Regions from separate parts of the Sus scrofa genome. Here region 1 is linked to region 2. The links are chromatin contacts, called in public Hi-C maps. All regions are on one chromosome and are shown on one strand. The core of a region is the stretch at or near the end of the contact, and the rest is flanking DNA. Distances in the headings are between cores, read along the strand shown.

Evidence for each region. A called contact is a pair of places that touch in the nucleus more often than the background predicts.
Region 1: a Hi-C map of skeletal muscle shows a contact between it and region 2, with 2.4 times the contacts expected there. The contact joins the enhancer-like site here to the promoter of MSI2 in region 2. A contact is called at or near these places in 1 of 5 promoter capture datasets (liver), 9 of 47 Hi-C or Micro-C datasets (epiblast stem cells, fetal liver, heart right ventricle and 2 more) and 1 of 2 datasets of contacts at active chromatin or transcription factors (skeletal muscle).

Annotation. Positions count from the first base shown.
Region 1 is chr12:33,651,247-33,656,960 of Sscrofa11.1, reverse strand. All of the region lies in intron 5 of MSI2 (RNA-binding protein Musashi homolog 2-like), which reads right to left. Among named protein-coding and RNA genes, the nearest start is that of MSI2, 120 kb to the right of the region's middle. Within about 2 kb of position 3,075, at least 12 of the 83 cell types and tissues checked have an H3K27ac peak or open chromatin away from gene starts, as enhancers often do. A contact at or near this core is called in skeletal muscle, where this site is marked.
Region 2 is chr12:33,535,987-33,541,835 of Sscrofa11.1, reverse strand. MSI2 (RNA-binding protein Musashi homolog 2-like) reads right to left here and starts at 4,561. Exons shown (of 13, transcript NM_001315780.1): 1 at 4,500-4,561; 2 at 4,167-4,207; 3 at 3,773-3,854; 4 at 2,970-3,054. The coding sequence starts at 4,561. It overlaps LOC110256167 (a long non-coding RNA gene), which reads left to right and starts at 4,890. Exons shown (of 3, transcript XR_002337445.1): 1 at 4,890-5,497.

The sequences.
Region 1 (5,714 bases), core at 1,826-4,325, 120 kb before region 2:
GGGATCCAAGCCGCCTCAGCAACCTACACCACAGCTCACGGCAACACTGGATCCTTAACCCACTGAGCAAGGTCAGGGATCAAACCCGCAACCTCATGGTTCCTAGTCGGATTGGTTAACCACTGCACCACAATGGAACTCCTGAGCTTCTATTCTTATTAAGAAAGAGTGGTGGTTACTCAGGCTCTTGGTGCCTCTGAAGACCTCCAGACTACGGCCTGTCCCTCCCCAGCAGCACAGGATGTGATGTTAACAACCAAAGGCTAAAGCTTGAAAGCATGGATTCTGGGCGGCCTCGGGCATGTTAAGGGAACGAACCTATGCCTCTGTTTCCACATCTCCAAAATGGGGTGACAGCACTTCTTCATAGGACTAGCTGCCCATTGGATGAGATGACCTGCAAAATACCCTCAGATCAGCAGCTGACACAGAGTGGCTGCCTGGAGCCTTGGCACCCTTTTGTTCCCTTTCTTGGTGGTTCAGAAACACGCTGTTAATCTGAGCATTTCTGCATCTTCCTTTGCAAAACCAAGGGCAGGTGGAAGGGGATGTGCACCAGAGAATACTTTCTAAGAACACCACCAGAAGGAACTGGGAGTTCCCGTTGTGGCACAGTGGAAAGGAATCCGACTAGTATCCATGAGGATGCAGGTTCAATCCCTGGCCTCGGTCAGTGGGTCGGGGATAGGCATTGCCCATGAGCTGTGGTGTAGGGTCACAGACTCGGCTTGGATCCCGTGTTGCAGGCCGGCAGCCGATTCGACCCCTGGCCTGGAAACTTCCATATACCATGGGTTTGGCCCTAAAAAGCAAAAACAAAACAAACAAAAAAAATCCAGAATGAATTATTTATCCATAGGAGGTTCCTTTTTGGGTTTTTTTGTTTTTGCTTTTGTTTTTTTTTTGTCTTTTTTGTCTTTTCTAGGGCCACACCCAGGCACATGGAGGTTCCCAGGCTAGGGGTCTAATCGGAGCTATAGCCGCCAGCCTATGCCAAGGCCACAGCAACGGGGGATCGAGCCACGTCTGTGACATTCACCACAGCTCAACGCCAGATCCTTAACCCACCGAGCAAGGCCAGGGATCGAACCTGCAACCTCATGGTTCCTGGTCAGATTCGTTAACCCCTGAGCCACGACGGGAACTCCTAGGAGGTTCCTTTTCAATGGCAGCTTTAGGCTTGTCTATTAAATAAAGTCTGTCCAACCATGCTTTATTCCTGGCGGACAGGCTCAGCAGCAGAGGCAAAGCCCTTCTCAGGTCACATGGCTCAGCAGCAGAAGCAAAGAGGTCTCTGAACCCATGGTCCCTGAACAACGACTGACCGCCCCTCTGAACACACTTTATTCTCATTGTCTCCCCACTGAAAGCTGATGGGTGAGGTGAGGAGGTAAGGCCCCTGTCCAGTGAGACCCGCTGCAGTTCTGTCACAGAACCAACAGGATGGCATCGTCTAGACTTGCTGCAGGGCCAATGTGATGTCACTTTTGACAAACTAACTAAAAATGGTACAAGGGGCACCCTGTCATTCCCATCTCTAGAAGCAAAGAGGGCTACCAATCAATGGATAAAAGCAGGCCTGGGAATTGGCTTCATGGTGTTTCCGCAAAGCTCACTAAGTGATTCTGAGCTGCAGTGTAGTTTGGAAATCACTGGCAGCAAAAATTCCATGGTGAGGCCAGTATGAAACCATTTCTGCCCCAAAGATGGGTGAATAAAGCCAACACATCATGATGTTTGATATCACCATTCCCTCAGTTTGCTGTTCCTTCTTTCTAGGATGCTTTTCCTTTCCTTGCCTACCTGGAAAACTCCTATTCATCCTTCAAAGTCCAGGTCCAAATAAGAAAACAATTTTCCTGTTTTCAAACAATTCTTCCTGTTTTCAAACAATAAAGCCTTCTCTGACAATCCCCTGGCCAGCTACCCACCAGCACCTGCCATCCAGCCCTGGAGCTGTGCCTCCTCAGTACCCAGTACATAACTTCAACTTGCCACTCATCCACCTATGTTCTAAATTCCGTGGTTCTCAAACATTTCCCTGCCACATACTTTTATACGCTCGAAAAGCAAGGACCACCTCAAGCCCTTTTGCTTTTGTGTGTTATATCTATCAACGTGGGCTGTATTAGAAATGAAAACTGAGACCTGTTTGAGCAAGAATACACACCTCCCATTAGCCATCAGAACAATGATGTCAACACAGATCATGTAGCCTCTGGAAAATTCCACTGGACATTCATGGAAAGGATGAGAGGGGGAAAAGCCAAATAAAGTTTTGAAATGCTGATGAAAAAACTTTTGGACCACACAGAAGACTCCTTCAAAGCGTCTCAGGGATGCCCAAGTGTCCCCAACCGACAACTGAAAAACCACTGTTCTGATGCATTCTTTTGCATGTCTTGTGTTCTCCTTATTCTGGGACCTGCTCAGGGCAGGGCCTTACCTTATGTCTTTCTGTGTCCCTGATGCCCACGGGGGTGAATTCCCTTAACCTCTGCCTCCCTGAGACCCTACAAAACCCACCTCATCAGAGAACTTGCCACACACCCATGTGTCCCCTGACCCCCGGCCTCCAGGACAGCACACAGCTGGAAGGGGTGGCCTTTCGGGGGCACAGGGCTGCCTCTGGGCATAGGCCCATCCTATGGTGATCCTGGACCATCTCCCAGAGAGAGGCTTCTGTGCAGATAAGCAACTCGGAGAGGAGCGCTCAGGACGTTTATTTATAAAAGGCTGCTCCCTGGAGAACACGGGATACCTTTCAGGCAGGGATTTAAGATCTTCTGATTTGCTTTCCACAGATTCCCCTTTAACAAGCCCCTGGGGAGGGACCGGGGAGCTGGGTCCCGCGGTTCCTAGGTTACAGGAGCTGAGGCAGCACAGACAGAGAAGGGCCGAGTCCAGCGGGGCAGGCAGGCCACGGAACCAAGGGCCTCCGCCAGACCCAAGACACCCCAGGAATCCTCAGCCAAGATGACACCCCCATAGTGACCGGTCCTCCAGAAAGGCTCCTGTAAAAATGCCCCCACCTCTGCCTGCACCAGCCCGCCTTCCTCCTCCCAGCCACTCCCCCACCTCCATCTACTCCACACACACCGTTTTCCACCAGCCGCCAGCATCTCGTTTTCTCTCCTCCAACAACTTCAAAAAAAAAAAAAAAAAAAAAAAAAAACCAAAATCACGATTCAGGGAAACACACCCACGCATTCTGCTCAGCGAGCCTGAAGCCATACTCCTCGCGTGGCTTTGTCTCGTCTCTACAACTGCTGGCGGAGGAGAAAAGAGATGCCTTTTTTTTTTTTTAAATACCCCAATGCTGCCTCATTCTTACCCTCCAAGGCCCCTAACCTGTTTGCCAGGCTAATGCTGATATCGTTATTTGAATACACGTTCGCACTCTCGGAAAACAAGCCAAGCGCTCGGAGGATCCAAGGCAAACTCAGTCTGACAGCCCCAGCCCTGACGGCTGCCAAGTCTGATGGACTCGTTGGATATATTTAGATACGGGGGAGGAGGGAGATAAAACACTGTTGTGCCACTGAACTCCAGAATCCTGTGTTGGTAACGACAGACTTGCAAATAAACAGCCAACAGCCATTCAACTGCATCATCTGGCGTCCCAGGCACAGAACCCTCGCCGCCTCCGTAAACTACATGGAATTTCAAAAGCCACCCACACGATTGCAAAAAAAAAAAGCAATTAGAAAGGGTTCTGTGCCACGATTCCCACAATTATTCTTTAGAAATAAACAAACAAATAAGTAAATATTCCTTGGCTCTCCACCCACCCACCCACCCCCACTCCCACCCCTGCTTTCCCGTCTAGAACAAATGGATTATCAAGCAAGAACCCGGCCGTGGTTACTCAATTAAGCCTTGGACCCCCTGCTTCTTCTTTGGCAAAGGTTGTTTTATTAATTTTTTTTTCATTTTTCTATCTTTTTGTCTTTTTATGGCCTCACCTGCGGTATATGGAGGTTCCCAGGCTAGGGGTCGAATCAGAGCTACAGCTGCCAGCCTATGCCATACCCACAGCCACGTGGGATCCAAACCGCGTCTGCGACCTACACCACAGCTCACGGCAACACCAGATCCTTAACCCATTGAGCGAGGTCAGGGATCAAACCTGCATCCTTATGGATGCTAATTGGGTTCATTAACCGCTGAGCCAGGACAGGAACTCCTGCAGAGGTTGTTTTAAATCGGACCTTCTCCACCACCAACTAGTAAGGGGGTAGAAAGAAAAGTTAAGGGGTTTTGGTTTTTTTTTGTACTTTCTTCTTTCTTTCAAGAGACAGAAACATGTAAAGTAGGGAGGGTGGTAACAGTGACGGATTACACACCCCTTCACCACGTGATTCACACACCTCCATCCATTGTGGGGGGCGGGCGGCGAGGAGGACACGGCTGGAGAGTCAAACTCTGGCACAGAAGGCCACCCTACAAGGGGGTTCAGGCCTCGGGCATGTGGGTTTACACCGATCGGCTTCAGTTTCCCAACCACAAGTCAGGAAGATAATACCTATCATTGGGAGGATTTATTCATTCATTGGACAAACACTGAGACTCGGCTATGTTCCAGGTACCATAGAAGATGCTGAGATCCATTCACAAGTAAAATCCAGAGTTAGACAGAGGGGCTGTATGATGCTCTGAAAACCACCAGGGATACGGACGGGGGCTCCCCTGCCGCTCAGAGCCTCTGTCTGTCCATCTCCAGCCTCTCTCACACCTTTGGCCCGTCTAGCTCACAAAGCTTCTGAGCAGGCTCTTTACTCCCCTGCTCTGCCCTGGCTGATCTAACGCCATTCTCGCCAAGTCCCTCCTGGATGCCTCCCCACAGGCGACCTTGTACTTTGCTCTTGAGTCACCCTCTACTCTTCCTCCACCGCATGTATCACAAGTTGCAGTGAAGCATCTACTTCCGGGATTATTTTAGGGTCTGTCCTCCATAATTTCCTGGAAGCTCCATAAAGGCATCAAATTCACCACTGAATCCCCCCTGTAGCATCCAGAAATGCAGTAGTAGGTACTTTGTACATAACTGGTGGGGAAATGAATGAGAGAAAGAAAGGAAGGAAGGAAGGAAGAGAAAGAAAGAAGAAGAGAGAGAGAAAGAAAGAAGGAAGGGAGGAAGGAAGGAAGGAAAGAAAGAAAGAAGAAGGAAGGAAGGGAAAGGAAGAGAGAGAGAGAAAGAAAGAAAGGAAGGAAGGAAGAAAGAAAGAAAGAGAAAAGGGAGGGAGGATGGAAAGAAAGAAAGGAAGGAAGGGAAAGAGAGAGAGAGAAAGAAAGAAAGAAGAGAAGAGAAAGAAGGAGAGAAGGAAAAGAAAGAAAGAAAAGGAAGGAAGGAAGGGAAGAAGGAAGAGAAGAGAGAAAGAAAGAAAGAAAGAAAGAAAGAAAGAAAGAGGAAAGGAAAGAGAAAAGAGGGAGGGAGGAAGGGAGGGAGAGAGGAAGAGAGAGAAAGCAAGGAAGCCATTTGATGGAGGTAGTTCAAACGCCCTTAAAGGCTTCTCCTCTACCTCTAAAAACATGATTCCAGGAACCAGTCCCGAGGCATATAAACCCTTGTGCCTCAACTTTCTCATCTGCAACATCAAGGGCTGTCAACATTCAAGACCTCCAGATTGTTTTTGAAAGTAAGTCTCAACACAGGATATGTTCCACTGAACACGGCTGGATCTTTAGAGGCAGCAAATATTTTCTTATGAAAT
Region 2 (5,849 bases), core at 3,312-5,811:
GTGGAAGGGAAAAACAACCAGTACCCCAAGCAGACACATCTGCAGATCTCAACCTGGGACTGGCTTTAAAACTCCAAACAATTCCCACAGAAGCATTTGAATCTAACAGGCTGATGTGGGGTAGAGTTGGGGGAGGGGGTGTTGGATAGAAAATATGGGGAGGAAAGGAGCGAAAAAAATATTCCCCTTGTTGGTTTTCATTAAATTTCTAAATGTCACAAATCTTTGAGTAAAATTCAACGCGAGCGTGGCATGAATACTGCTACAAGTTATTTATTTATCCGCTTTGGCTTTCATATTAAAATGTTCCCCTTTTAAAATGTAAATCTCAACCTTGTTTTCAGTGCTGCCATGGGGGGGGAATAAAAGAGTAATGCTTCGGGGAAAAAAAAAAAGCACAGAGGAGGGAAAGTCACACCACAGCTAATTCTGTTTCGGAGACTTATCCCTGAGGACCCAGCCGGTAAGACATAAAGATCTACCACTTTTATTAAGGTCGTTTAAAGACCTAATAAAAGTCTGCAGCATGTTTTCCACCTTTAAACATCACCTGAGAAATGAGAGATTGCTTCGCGGGAACTAAAACAGACAAAAATCTCTGATCTAGGAAACTACCCTTTCATGGAAATTAACATTATCACAGCTACAGGTGTATTCAGCACCAACTAGAGCTGTCGACAGGAGAAATACAACAGGTGTGGATTTCCCATTCTGCGGACCCAACGTCAGACAGACGGGTCTTTTCATCAACACTCCCCCACAGTGTGGTTTGTGTGCTCAACAGCACCCAAGTGCCATCATCAGTCACCTTGTTGGGGGGGGAATAAAAGGTGAGGCACATGTTGGGGGACCGGCCAGGAGCCGGAGGGAGAAGGGAGAGGCCAGAGCAAGCCGAGCGCTGAAAGAATCATCTAAAAGGACAAAACTCGGAGCCAATTCAGGATTCCTGTATTGGGTGTTGCGATAACAGCGTGTCGCAACATATACCAAAGGAGAGTTCTTCCGTGTGCCAAGTGTGCACGCTGAGATCTCGAAAAGGAGAGGATGGGTCAAGATGTATGCATGGCAAATCCCAACCTTTTGCACATCCCTGTCAACTCTTTAAAAAAAAAAAAAAAAAAGAACAGAAAAGAAAACTACCAAAAATGAAAACATGAGTTAGTTAGGTACAGCTCTACTTACTGGAGCTACAAATCCTCTAGGAAAAGACTAGGGGACTATTTTGGATGTGAATGGCCGTTACCTAAACAAAGCTTTTAAGGTAACGGGTAAACAAGATCCTCGCTTCCATGTCAATAAACCAACCGCGTCTGCCTCCTGCACTGCACGTTGAAACAAAGTCAAAAGCTAGGTTATACTACATAATAGCCACCTAAACATGTCTACAAACAATTAGGGAGGGACCACCACAGGCCTTGCACCTGATACGGCGGCGAGAGATGACCCACCACCAGCCACGAGAGAAATCAAGTACTGTATTTCTCCAACCCAGGGTGGGCAGAGGGATGGATACCAAATTCCCCAATTTGCCTTGAAACATCTTTCCCCGTTAATGTTACTCGCTTTTTGAAATGTCTAGCCACGAAGTCAAGGAGATAAGAATTCTTCAGACATCAGGGATCACCCTGCAAACCCTGTCCCTGAAATTTAATGACCTAAAAGTACACCAGTACTTTGGGCCACAAGTTACCACAGGTCCAATGCAATTAATAAGGCAACTTAAAGTGTGTGTGTGGGGGGGGGGGGTCTTCTCCAGAGCTGGGGAGGAGGCATGCACCTGATGTCTGATCAGAGAAACAGGGTGAATTTGCAAAATCAATTCAAGGGCACCAAAGGTGGCCAGGTTTTGCTTTTCAGCTCTTCCATACAGGGTTAAAGCCCAAAAGGACTTCAAGACTGCTCTGTCCCACTCCTTTATTTTACAGAAGAGGAAACTGTGGCCTAGAGGCAGGGAACAACTTGCCGGGTCTTGAACCAGCAGCTGGGCCTAGAATCAGATTCCTTGCCTTCTCCCTCCCACCCACCCACCACAGAGGCGAAGCCCCCAGCAGCCCAGCACTGCATCCCAGCACCACCTCGGATCCCCTGCCCCTGCTTTAGGTGGACGTACAAAAGCCAGTACTGAAATTCTCCTAGACAGACACACAGGGAAGGCAGGAGAGCCAGCATAAATCAGATCAACTCCCCTCCCACTCCCCCATAAAATGTATTATTATCCACTGATACTTTCTTCCCTTCTGGCCTCAAAGAGACTTTTACCCCCCTCAACCCTGGACTTGAAAACCTTCTAATGCTATAAAAGTACCCACACTCAAAATAAAGGATCGAGGGAAAGAAAAGAAAAGAAAAAGAAAAAGAAAAAAAAAAAAAAAAGACACGTTGAAACCCAAGGCCTTATCAGCCTTAGATTTCACACCATCTGGAGTCACCCACTGCCTGCCCAGCTTGGCTCTGTAAAGCCTCTTTCTTTCCCTTCTCAAACCACATTCCCAGCCCGAAGTGCCCAAGAGGAACCTGTTGCCTGGACTGTGATTAGCGCCCCCTCACCTCCTTCCGCCCCCTGTCCCCCTCCGCCAAGCAGGCTGTGCCTTCTAAGAGCCAATTCCTACAGCCACAGTTGGTAACGCGGGCTGTGCTCGGCTGACAAAGAAAAGTTGCCTCGGCTCTCTCTCGGTGGTGGAGTTTCTTTGCATGGTCCTTTGGCCTGGAAGATAGCCTCTCCCCAAGCCGACCCCTCCCCCAAGCCTAGGCTGGGCAGCCTCAGGGGCTGCAGGGAAACAAGCTCTAAAAAGAAAACCCCCAACCCAGCCGTCGCAGCAAACTTTAGAACCAACTCGCAAGCTCTACTTCAAAGTACCCACTTCTCAGCACAGCAGCAAAAGAAGGCACTGTCTCTTTAAATAGGGCTGTCAATGCCCAGATCGGTCCTGAAAAGGGGCGAACAACAACAACAAGGAAAAGCAACCTACCGTCTTGGAATCTAACTCGTGGTGGGGCTGACCTAGTACTTTATCTACACTTGCTGGGTCTGCGAACGTGACGAAACCGAAGCCTCTGAAATGAGACAAAGAGGGAGAAAAACAAACAAGAAAATGTGACACCGTTGAGAGCAACAAGGAGTGAGCCCCAACGCAGAATGGAAAGCAAAAAGTTGCCCCCACGCACCCCCACTCCCCGGCGCCCTCCCCACCCCCTCCTGCCTACAGCCCTCCGCCTCCCAAGGAAACACATCAAGGTTAATGGGGGAAGTGGAACGGGGGCAGGGCGGCTGGAGGTAACTTGGAGAACGCTGGTATCTCCACTCTTTCGCCACCTCAATCTCTCTCCTCCTCCTCCTCCCTTCCCTTTCTTTAACGCTTTGTTTTATTCCGAAGAAAACCCAGCACTTAGAGGAGATTCATCCAGCTTTCCAAGAGGGGCTTTAAGAGTTTGGGGAACTGGGAGTGCGGGGAAAGGATACATAGGGAAGGGAGGGGAAAAAAAAGAAAACTATGTGGAAAGTGAATGGAAGCTGAATGTCATTTGAAACAGGAGAAAAAGAAGCGACGGAGAAATGACTTAAAGCAGAAACATGGGCATCTCTGTAGCCAGAGTTCAGCCCCAATTAATAACCTTTGGGGTTAATGGGGGGGGGAGACTGAGCGACGTTCGAAATCAGCCACATGCCTGAGCCCCATTCTAAATCCGCTTAGCTACTACCGAAGACACCTCCAAAAATAACACTTAAACTTTCTTCTAAAATAAAGACAAAATCCAGAAGGGAATGGTTTACCTGGAGCGTTTCGTAGTGGGATCTCTCATGACCATACATTCTCTAATTTCTCCAAATTTGCTAAAATAGTCTCTAAGGCTATCTGTAGAGAGAAAGAGAGAGATGGGGGGGGAGAAGGTGTGGGGAAAAAAAAAAGCAATGCAAATTTTGATCAAGGACAAAAACCAAAAGTAGTTTTCTGTTGTTATTCTGGGGGGTTTTTTGCACACGCGGGGGAAATTCGGCAACAGAGGTCGCGTAGAGGGCTCGGAAAGGATTTGCTATTTAAAAAAATAACCTTGCACAGGAGAAGTGGGGAGCCAATGGCGGGGGGGGGCTCCTACACCGGGATAACAAAGAGCAATAAAGAAGCCAAGAAGGGGGGGACCCAGGCGTCCCCCCCTCCCTCCCTTACCTGGTGAGGTCTGCCAGCTCAGTCCACCGATAAACATTTTACTAGAGGGAGAAAACATAACAGAAGTGAGCACCGATGTCAGATCGGCCATTTTGACGTGTAACTTACAAAAGCTAAAAGGAAAGCAGGGGGGAGCGAGCGAGCGAGAGCCGGGAGGTGGGGTGGGGGAGAAGGTGACGGCGAAATGCAATCCAAAGGTGTGTAACTTCCACGGGGGGGCGCGCGGGAGGGGCGGGGGGGCGCGGGAGATGCCCGGCTCCGCGCACCGCCGTCCCCGCCGCTGCAAGGAGAGCGAGCCCGAGGCGGCGCGGTGGGCAGCGGCTGGAAACTTACCCGGGGTCGTGCTGGGAGTCGTTGGCGCTGCCCGAGGTGCCTTGGCTCCCATTTGCCTCCATATCTGAGCCCCCCCGCCCCCCCACCCCCAAAAAACCGAGCCCCACAGCGATCGGAGCGGAGCGGCGGCCGGCTCCGAGCCCCGAGATCTCCCGCTCCCTCCTCCCCCTCCTCCTCCCCCCCGCCCGGGCTCCTCCGAATCTCTCAGCGAGCGGCGGAGCCGGGGCAGCGGCGAGAGCCGTCACACGTGGGCTCGGCTTAGCTCAGCCCCGCTGCTCGCACACCCCCCGTCCCCGCCCCCCCGGCCCATCCCCACCTCTCCCCCTCCTCCTCCCCACCCCCATCCCCTCCTCCTCCCCCTCCTCCCGGCGCACGTGGGGCGGAGTTCTAGAACGTCGTGTAACCAATGCCGGTGACGTCACGCACCCCGGTGCGGCCCCCGCCTGCCGCGCGCGCACACTCGGCCCCCCGCAGCCGGACCCACGGGGGCGGTGCGCGAACCCCGCGGCCCGAGGGGCCCCGCCTCCGGGCGGGCCGGGCCGGGGGGCGGGGGGAGCGCACCCCGACTTCCCTCGATCACATGGGCTGCGTGGGGAGGGTGGATCGGGGGAGGGGGAAGCGCGGGGAGCTGGCCACCGCTCCGCACTCGGGCTGGGGAGAAGACGCCCCCCACCCCTTCTAGGTCGGCCTCTCCATTCAAGTTCCCCAGCCCCAGCCGCCGGGATCCGGGGATGGCACCAGCCGCCCTCCCGGCTCTGCGCCCTTTTTCCAGCCACCGCGCAGAAATTTAGGTCAAGGACGTCGGGATCAAACCCAGACCCTGGCGCTCCTCGGGCGGCCCCCGAGACCCCTCTAGGTCGGGGGCCTTCAGGATTGCGGAGACCCTCCCGCACCAACGCCAGCCACAAGTTTTATTTTCCTCTCGCGCTGGAAGTTCTCTCTGGCTCTCGCTCCAAACCGGCACGTCTTGCGCCGCTCCCCGCCCTTCCCTGGCAGAGGTACGAAATCCGTGCCCGGGAAAGGTTATTTTGGAACTTTGAGGAAACTGACGCGATTCCAGTGGTGAGAAAATGCCGAAGAAAGGGTTTCCGCGTTAATCATAGGGAGTTTAAAAAATATAATAAAATAGGTTTATAGGGGTCAAGGTCAAATGATTGGAGTTCAAATCAAATTTTTGCGTATAAAGAGAAATAGTTTGGGAGCACCTCCGGGAGGGCTGGGAAGGGTGGTTATTTGAGGAAACCCCTCTCAACCCCTTCGTTTTATGTATGTCTTATTGTTTCTATGCTGAGGTAGAGAAGTGCATGAAATGTAAATTAAGACCAAGCCCCCCACCATCTGTGGAGGTAG